3 separate regions of the Mus musculus genome follow, and all the other regions are linked to region 1. The links are chromatin contacts, called in public HiCAR-type and HiChIP or PLAC-seq maps. All regions are on one chromosome and are shown on one strand. The core of a region is the stretch at or near the end of the contact, and the rest is flanking DNA. Distances in the headings are between cores, read along the strand shown.

Region 1 (2,700 bases), core at 31-2,530:
TTGGATGGATAACTATTATGACAGAAAGAACAATTAGAATACTTAATGCTAAGGCAGTGTCTATATTTAGCATGAGTGTGCTTTCTTTGTTACGGACTGCGATGAAGGAGGCTTGTACTAGATTATATCATCTAGACTGTTGCCAGAGTATGTTTGTTTAAGTACTGAACTGCATTTGTAATCGGCATACTATTTTCTGTGCTGTTTTTCAACAAATGTTAAACAGCTTCAACAACCTAGTTGTTCAGTAAGTGGTCTTACCAAGTGAGCACTGAAAAAAAAAGAGGGTTAAAAGCATACATAAAGCTTTTCAAGTTGTTTTAAGTTTGTTGGGATTATGTAGAATTTCAACATTCTTCTATACACTTTTCAGTATGTTTTAAATGATCACACTGGACATATCACAGCAAAAGAGACATTATCAAAACACAATAGTTTACCTTTTTACACTAAGCCAATTTATCCAAAGTGTTGGACTTTACTAGCCACGGAAAGTGACCGATTCAGAATAAAAGACTAGCCGGTTTGGCTACTGTTCTAAGAGGTTCCTGGCGGTCTTGACTGGTAACCGGCCAGGGGAGGAGGCGCAAACAGGTACGTGGGATTCCTGGGCTGGTGTTCAGAACCAGGTGCAATCGAAGCCTGGGCATCCTTACAGAAACTGGATCCTTTCTGCAAGCACCAGAGACGCGGCGCCAGCTCCCAGAAAGTGAAGGATTTGCCTGCCATCGCAAATCTGCAAGCGTTTAAGGCCGGCGGCCGTGAGTGGGTGTTTCCTCCTCCTATGCAAGGTTGTGAAAGATGAGTACGTGACAGATTTCGCTCTTCCTGGGGGGCGGGGGTGGGGTGGTCACAGAACTGGTAACTCTCTAATTGGCGACTCTCCAGAGGAATCTTAAAGCACGTAAAGTTTTTTTCTTTTTACCTGGGCTGGCGTTGGCGGGTAAAGAGCGGGGTGTGGCCGGATGCCTTCCGCGGCTCAGGATGCCCTGAACGCTCAGGACGCTCGCACTCTTGGGGCGGAGTCCACTCTGTGTCAGGACACAGTCCCGTTGGGACAAGAGGAGACTCGCATCCCTTCAGCCGGCTTAGAGAAGCGGGAACTTCTTCGGACTCGAACAAGGTGCGATGCCACTCCGAGCAGCCTACGCGGAGCAGTTTCGCCTTTTTTCCATCGCCGGGATCTTCACCGTTCTGACAGGTCTGCCCGTTGCTTTGCAACTTTGCTAGAAGCGCGGCCTGGGTGCGGCTGACAGCTCTACGCACGCGCGGTGCCGGTCCACGTCCCGCCTACCTTAAGGCTCCTCCCACAGAGCAGGTCACGCCCACCGCTTAGCTTTGGCTGCTGGCTGAGCTGCGGCTAGGAACCAGTCGCCGCTGGTGCTGTGGGCGGAAGAACACACACTGGATTCTGAATTAGTTGTGAACAGTGTCTACCTTCCCCCAGAGATAACATCCATACTAGACCTGTGTAAGCGGCGAGATCCTGTGCTTCAACCTAGTTTCTCAGAATAAGCGATTTTTCTCCATCGGGGTTTCTCAAGCACCCGTGGTGGTAGAGATTCGGGCTAGGTGATCATACAATGTGTCCATAAGGTGAAGTGACTTAGTATTTTGCAGCATCCCCGATTTCTAGTCTCTGGGTGGCAGCTTCAATCTCCACCCCTCTTATCTCCCTGATTCTGAGCAACAAGAATATACTCGAATTCTGCTACGTATGTGCCCATATTTGACTACAGGCTTAAAATACAGCAGGGGTCAAGAAATGTAACAAGTTTAGTAACCTCTATCTGATAGAGTTAATATGATTTAATTTCCTCAGTTGTTCCAAAAAATATTCAATTTTTACTTTATCGTTTGTTGGTAGAATTTAAATCTAGGATTAAGTTGATTACATAACACATTTAGATGTCAATTATCGGTCTTCATTCCATTTAGTTCAGTTCTCCACCCCCTCTTTGCTGTTTTCTTGACATTGACTAGGATGGGTCTCCTCCCAGAGTATCCTTCACTCTCTCTATTTGACTGTTTCTGCATATTGGTAAGACTGGTGGAAATTTTACCTAGATGATTTTTCGGTTTTCAAATGACTGTCTACCTATTCTAACAAGATAACTTTATAAAATTCCTTTTCCTCTTTACTTCTAGGGATGTGAGATACCACCTATGTCAATTTCTACACTGTACATGAGTCCTGATCTATATAATTTTTCTTTTCCACATTGATTAGATATTGTCATATTCGAAATTTATCCTTTTTAATTGTAGTCTGTGCAGCGTATTGCAATGTCTGAAAGGGCTTAGGCCTGCCTCATTGCGGCTTGCTTTTACATTATTTTTTCCCATATAAACAATAGAATATAGCTTCATTAAAATACTTTTGGAGAAACGGAGAATAATTTGATGTGCTTTCCCATTGGAGAACGGAATTTATCTTTCCTTTTATTGAAAATCCAGTTCTGTGACATTCAACAAGACTTTCTAGTGTTTTCCATATAGGATGCTTACATGTCTTGCTTATAGCGTAGTCCCTTTTGCATCTGCACTGTAAAAGAGCCTCATCCTATCTCTTCTTCCTCATGAGTGCTTGTTGCCCCAAACGACGACCATAATTTCTGTATGTAATTTTATATCTTGCTGTTAGGTTTAATTTGTTGCTGATTCAGGAGCTTGTCATCGGAGAACATCTTGCTTTTATGT
Region 2 (2,700 bases), core at 68-2,567, 270 kb before region 1:
TATTTATTTACTACGTCAAGATGGTATATGGAGATACTGCATTTGCCCTCGGGAGTTCTGCTCACCTGACATCCAAATTCTTCAAAAAGCTCTTGGTGTTCATCAGCATCAGCCTAGCAAACTGACATTTGACATCTTTTTATTAATTCCTCGTCAAGTTAACCTTGCTCAGACTATGAGTACCTCTAGTCCTAAACCATGAATATGCCAGCCTCTTACTTTAAAATCCCTCCTTCTAGCTTCATAAAAATACTACCTCAGCTCAAGTGACTTTAATTGCTAGAAATCTTGATAAAGCTAATAGTGATTAATTTTAATATCCTTACATGTAAAAATATAGCTTGTAGGCCGGGCGTGGTGGCACACGCCTTTAATCCCAGCAATCAGGAGGCGGATTTCTGAGTTCGAGGCCAGCCTGGTCTACAAAGTGAGTTCCAGGACAGCCAGGGCTATACAAAGAAACCCTGTCTGGAAAAACATATATCTATATCTATATCTATATCTATATCTATATCTATATCTATATCTATATCTATATCTATATCTATATCTAGACAGACAGACAGACAGACAGACAGACAGATATCTTGTATTAATTTGATTTTATGATTCTAGTAAAAAAAGCTATTACCACTGAACTCATTCGATATATTGTAGCAATGAGAATCATCTTTTCTGGACTATGAGCTAAAACCAGCATGTGAAATGGAACCCACTCAAAACCACTCAGACCCGTGGGGTGGGGGTGGGGGTAACCTTGTGGAGTAATAAATCCAGAAGTTGCTTATCATAAAGTTGGCTTTGAAAGCAGCAAATCAAGTCGGATCGTGGCAGTGGCTCCATTCTTCAGTTTCCTCCCCTTTTGCTTCCAAAAACATGGCCTCCAGTATGTCTGTCTCTCATGGTGCGTTCAAGATGTTCAGTAACATGAAGACGCACAAGTCATCAATCCCAGGGGGAAGGAGGAAGTGCAGGATGTACTATCTGCTTGGGTGACATAAGAAGGAGGAAGGCACATAGACCCTCACTGGCAGTTGTCAAGATGCTTCCAGACAAGGACTGAAGCCACGCCCTCCATAATACAACCAATCCAAAAAACCAAGGAGAGCAAGAGGAGGCCTGGTGGTCGTCTGGGTCCCTAAGAGTGTGGCTCCTAAGAGTGAAATGATCTATGCTTGATCCAAAGATGTCACCAGAAGTTGACTGGAGTCAGCATGAATTACAAGTATGCTAGCAGGAGGTCAAGACTCACTCTACTCTTATCTCTCAGGAATGCAAGCTTTTGTGATCAGCCTCCAGCCCCCTGCCTGAAACAACTACTAGCCCAGACCTGCCCTCCCTCCCCTCTGGGAGCTGCGGGTTGTTCCTGCCAGACTGCAGGGACCTGGGAGGATCCCAGCAGGAAAAGGGCAGTGCCTTTATCCCAGTTACCTGTACAGTCCTCTCCAGCCCCTGGACTTTTCTCCTCCCTATCTCTGATGGTTCCGGCCTTCCTGAAACCAGTTTTGATCTTCTGATTCCTTTCAGGTTGAAGTAGGACAAGTTTGTGTCAGTTAGACCAAGGAAGAAGCTGGGTTTGTTGTTGTTGTTGTTGTTGTTGTATCTGGGAGAGTTTGGAAGGCCGAAAGGCAAGGAGGAAATGGTATCATTGTATAATCTCAAAAATAAAAGAAATAATAAACCTGGCTGTGGTGTGTGCTGCACGCCTTTAATCCCAGCACTCGGGAGGCAGAGGCAGGCAGATTTCTGACTTCGAGGCCAGCCTGGTCTACAGAGTGAGTTCCAGGACAGCCAGAGATAATACAGAGAAACTCTGTCTTGAAAAACCAAACCAAACCAAACCAAACCAAACCAAACCAAACCAAACCAAACCAAACCAAACCAAAACAAAACAAAACAAAACAAAACAAAACAAAAACAAGAAATAATAATTAAAAAATCAATGCAAGGAACACTAAGAAAAGTTACATACCAATACAATGTTAAGCTACTTGACTGAGCTTGTGCGGTGATTCTAGCACCTGGGAAAAGGCGTCAGGAAGATTCTCCCAAGTTTAGAGCAGATTGAACGATATAATGAGTTACAAGCTAGCCTGGGCTACAGCTTAAAATGCTATCTCAAAACAGAAAGATTTAAAAAATGTTTTCACTCTATAAATATATAAAATCTCACAAACTCACAAACTTAAAACTTTTTATTTTTTTTTAATTAAAAAACACAAAAAAGTTTTCATAGCCACAATGAACTAACCAGTACCTCAGAGCTCGTGACTCTAGCTGCATATGTAGCAGAAGGTGCCCTAGTCGGCCATCATTGGGAAGAGAGGCCCCTTGGTCTTGCAAACTTTTTATGCCTCAGTACAGAGGAATGTCAGGGCCAAAAAATGGGAGTGAGTTGGTAGGGGAGCAGGGCAGGAGGAGGGTATAGGGGACTTTTGGGATAGCATTTGAAATGTAAATGAAGAAAATATCTAATAAATTTTTTTAAAAAGCAAAAGTAAAATATGATAATCTCATATGTATTATTAACTTCTAAACACATTGATTCAATTTTTCCCACTATAAGACCCATCCTACAAATGATGGTATTTTCAATTGCTTTGAATTTTTAAAAAAAGTACATATAGAGACCTAACATCAAAAAGAGTACAGGCTAGTAAATATAAAAACATGCATAAGTTACTAAAATAAGGGACAAAA
Region 3 (2,700 bases), core at 175-2,674, 500 kb before region 1:
ATAAAAGTAAAACAAATTCTTCTATTAAAAAACCACAATTCACAAATGTGTTCACTAAGCAAAACCCAAATCTGACCCAGAGTTGGGAGTCACTGGGATAGCCTGATAGAACCTTCTTTCCAATATAAAGGTTCATGATACATAGTCTTCTTAAGAGTTAATTAACGTTTGCACAAAGACAGGCAGCATATTACTGTGTGAGTGGGCAGGTTTGCTTGAGAACTTCAGCACTGAGCAAAAAAAGATCACCCTATTTGTCATAGTTCCTAAAGTAAGAATAGACTTTATTGAATAAAAAATGAGTTCATGGGGCTGGAGAGATGGCTCAGAGGTTAAGAGCACTGACTGTTCTTCCAAAGGTTCTGAGTTCAATTCTCAGCAACCACATGGTGGCTCACAACCATCTGTAATAACATCTGATGCCCTCTTCTGGTATGCTTAAAAACAGTTACAGTGTACTCATATAAATATAATAAATAAATCTTTAAAAAAAAGGAGTTCATAACCAAATACCAGAACCTAAGTAAAGTTACACAGTAAGTGTATTTAACTCATTGGAGCTAAAACAGGCTGAGAAGTAGGCAAAAGTGCAACCTTCCTTAGGGTACTATGGACTAAAAAATTATGAGTTCCATAATGATTGGGGAGTGCAGATATTTCAGTGTAGTAATATTCTTCTTAAATGATACCTTTTAGTCTTTTTGTACTATACCATGTAAGATCCACAACTCTCATTAGGAATACTAGGTAGTTTTTAATGGTCCCCAGAGATGAAATCTTTCAGTTTTCTTAAATGTATCATACTTTGTTTCCTGTGGTCACTTAAATGCCCAGATTTGTTTTATCCACATAATATGCTAGGGAGTTTGGTCTCTTCAATTCGACATTTTTATAATTTATGTCATGTACCTAGTCCCTAGATGAGTGACTTCCCATTTCTCTTTATAAAACTTAACTTATCAAAGTTTGAATCGTCTTCCAGCTTTGTGTCAGCCACACATTTGATAATAGTGTTTTTCATGGCTTTGCCTAAGCCTTTGGGACAGTGATAACTACACTGCCTTCTGATGAACTTCTAGACTCTGTTTTATTCTGAACATTAATAAACCTCAGCCATCTAAGGATGTGTCATAATCCCATCTCCTGTTCTGTTTAGAAGGCTGTCAAAAGTCTTGTTGAACCCTGGACACTGTGTGCTGCATACCAACAATATCAACAACTTTCTTTCAGCTTTAAGAAGAGGCGTAAACCTCAATAGCCATAGCAAATAGAAAATGAAGCTGGCCAATGCCCTAGTTAGTTTAACTGGCTGTGCAGAAACAATTCTTGGACTATCTAGCAGAGTGACTCCCACACAGGGAGCTTGTTAAAAACAGCTCATGGAAATTATAGCAACTAAACAGGAAATGGCAAGGAAACTCAGAGGTGAGCAGCAACAGGAAGCTAACTTAAAAGCAGAGAGGATAAAGGATGATCCTGAAACCCAATGGCCAGGTTGCTAGTGTAAGACTGAAACATGAAGGGCCTCACAGGGGGCAGCTGGTTCCTGGAGGGATGGATGTGGCTTAGCTGACAGATAGCTCTTCCCTAGCTCCCTGTGCTGAGTGTTTCTTCTCTTCTTCCCCAGGCTCCCATCAGTGTCTCTCAGTAGCTCAACACAGGTGGAAGCTGAGCTCTGCAGTGAGTGGCATGTCAGAGAATGGAGCAGGACCACTCTGGGACAAGCACCTGGGACCACAGGAGTTGTCGGGGAGATTATTAATTTCCAATTTCCACCTCTTTCCTACACGTTCCAGTGTTAGAACACTTTTAAATGTTTCGATGAAATAATAGACTACATTAAGAAATTATGCATAGTCTCTGAAAGTCAGAGTGATTTTTCCCTATTTGTTATGAGCTATTTCCACAACTTGTCAAAGGTTACCAAAACTGAGACAAATCTCATTTGCAAGGTCTTGCCATAGCCTACAGTGGGATTTTTCTGTACAGGAAAGCCAAATTAATATCCCACCATCACGTTGCTCTGGTTCTGAGTTACTCACTAGCCTTTCTTCACATGCATATTCCAGTTTGAACATCATCTTTCTTCCTCCCATTTCACAATAGTGCAAAACAATAATTATGTAGTTTGATTTTTTCCTGGATATTTCGGATAGCTTTGCCTCCTCTAATTTAAACTAGCCAATTTCATTTTATTTTTCATTAGTTACAAAAAAATTTAAAAAACAGCCTAGGTTTTTTTTCCCTGCCATTTTTTGCATTCATTGCTCATGATGATTTTCACACTATATTTTAGAGTACTTCTTAAATGTGGATATAATTCTTTTCTATTTTTTCCTTCATTACTTCATTACTTGCTACAAATATATTCATAGGTTGTCTGTCATAAAAAATTGAACTTTACTCTATTTTTTTTACACATATGTGCATGTTTGTACACCGAGGGAGGAAGAGAGGAGCAGAAGTGTGATCTGCAGAGGCAGAAACAAACCAGAACGTAACAAAACGGTGCAGAGGGAGGACAGCGGGGCTGACTGTCACCAGTATTTGTGTCTCATCTCATCCTAGGCTGATTTGCTGGTTTAGTTTCTGAATGTTTTGAAAGACAGTTTTCCTTACGTGTAAAAGATATATACGACTCTACTGTAACCTTAGCTACAAAATTTCCCTTTTAAGTACTTAAGTTTCCTGGCCGTTATA

Evidence for each region. HiCAR-type assays count read pairs that join an accessible place to other places. HiChIP or PLAC-seq counts read pairs in DNA pulled down with a chosen protein or histone mark.
Region 2: a HiCAR-type map of embryonic stem cells shows a contact between it and region 1, with 3 times the contacts expected there. The contact joins the enhancer-like site here to the promoter of Dubr in region 1. A contact is called at or near these places in 11 of 39 promoter capture datasets (the C10 cell line, cranial neural crest, embryonic stem cells and 5 more), 4 of 484 Hi-C or Micro-C datasets (CD4 T cells, bone marrow-derived macrophages, embryonic stem cells and 1 more), 9 of 115 datasets of contacts at active chromatin or transcription factors (the 230-238 cell line, acute myeloid leukemia, bone marrow-derived macrophages and 3 more) and 1 of 9 other capture datasets (embryonic stem cells).
Region 3: a contact with region 1 is called in a BATF HiChIP or PLAC-seq map of CD8 T cells, with 5 read pairs. The contact joins the enhancer-like site here to the promoter of Dubr in region 1. A contact is called at or near these places in 12 of 39 promoter capture datasets (the C10 cell line, the HPC-7 cell line, cranial neural crest and 7 more), 12 of 484 Hi-C or Micro-C datasets (the 3T3-L1 cell line, 3T3-L1-derived adipocytes, the AML12 cell line and 8 more) and 17 of 115 datasets of contacts at active chromatin or transcription factors (the 230-238 cell line, CD8 T cells, acute myeloid leukemia and 12 more).

What each region holds. Positions count from the first base shown.
Region 1 is chr16:50,731,493-50,734,192 of GRCm38.p6, forward strand. It overlaps Dubr (Dppa2 upstream binding RNA), which reads right to left and starts at 1,281. Exons shown (of 2, transcript NR_028300.1): 1 at 926-1,281.
Region 2 is chr16:50,458,039-50,460,738 of GRCm38.p6, forward strand. No RefSeq gene overlaps it. Among named protein-coding and RNA genes, the nearest start is that of Gm32231, 20 kb to the right of the region's middle. Within about 2 kb of position 1,318, at least 29 of the 459 cell types and tissues checked have an H3K27ac peak or open chromatin away from gene starts, as enhancers often do. A contact at or near this core is called in embryonic stem cells, extraembryonic endoderm stem cells, stem cell-derived epiblast-like cells and 1 more, where this site is marked.
Region 3 is chr16:50,227,652-50,230,351 of GRCm38.p6, forward strand. All of the region lies in intron 10 of Bbx (bobby sox HMG box containing), which reads right to left. Among named protein-coding and RNA genes, the nearest start is that of Gm4827, 160 kb to the left of the region's middle. Within about 2 kb of position 1,425, at least 8 of the 459 cell types and tissues checked have an H3K27ac peak or open chromatin away from gene starts, as enhancers often do. A contact at or near this core is called in CD8 T cells and regulatory T cells, where this site is marked.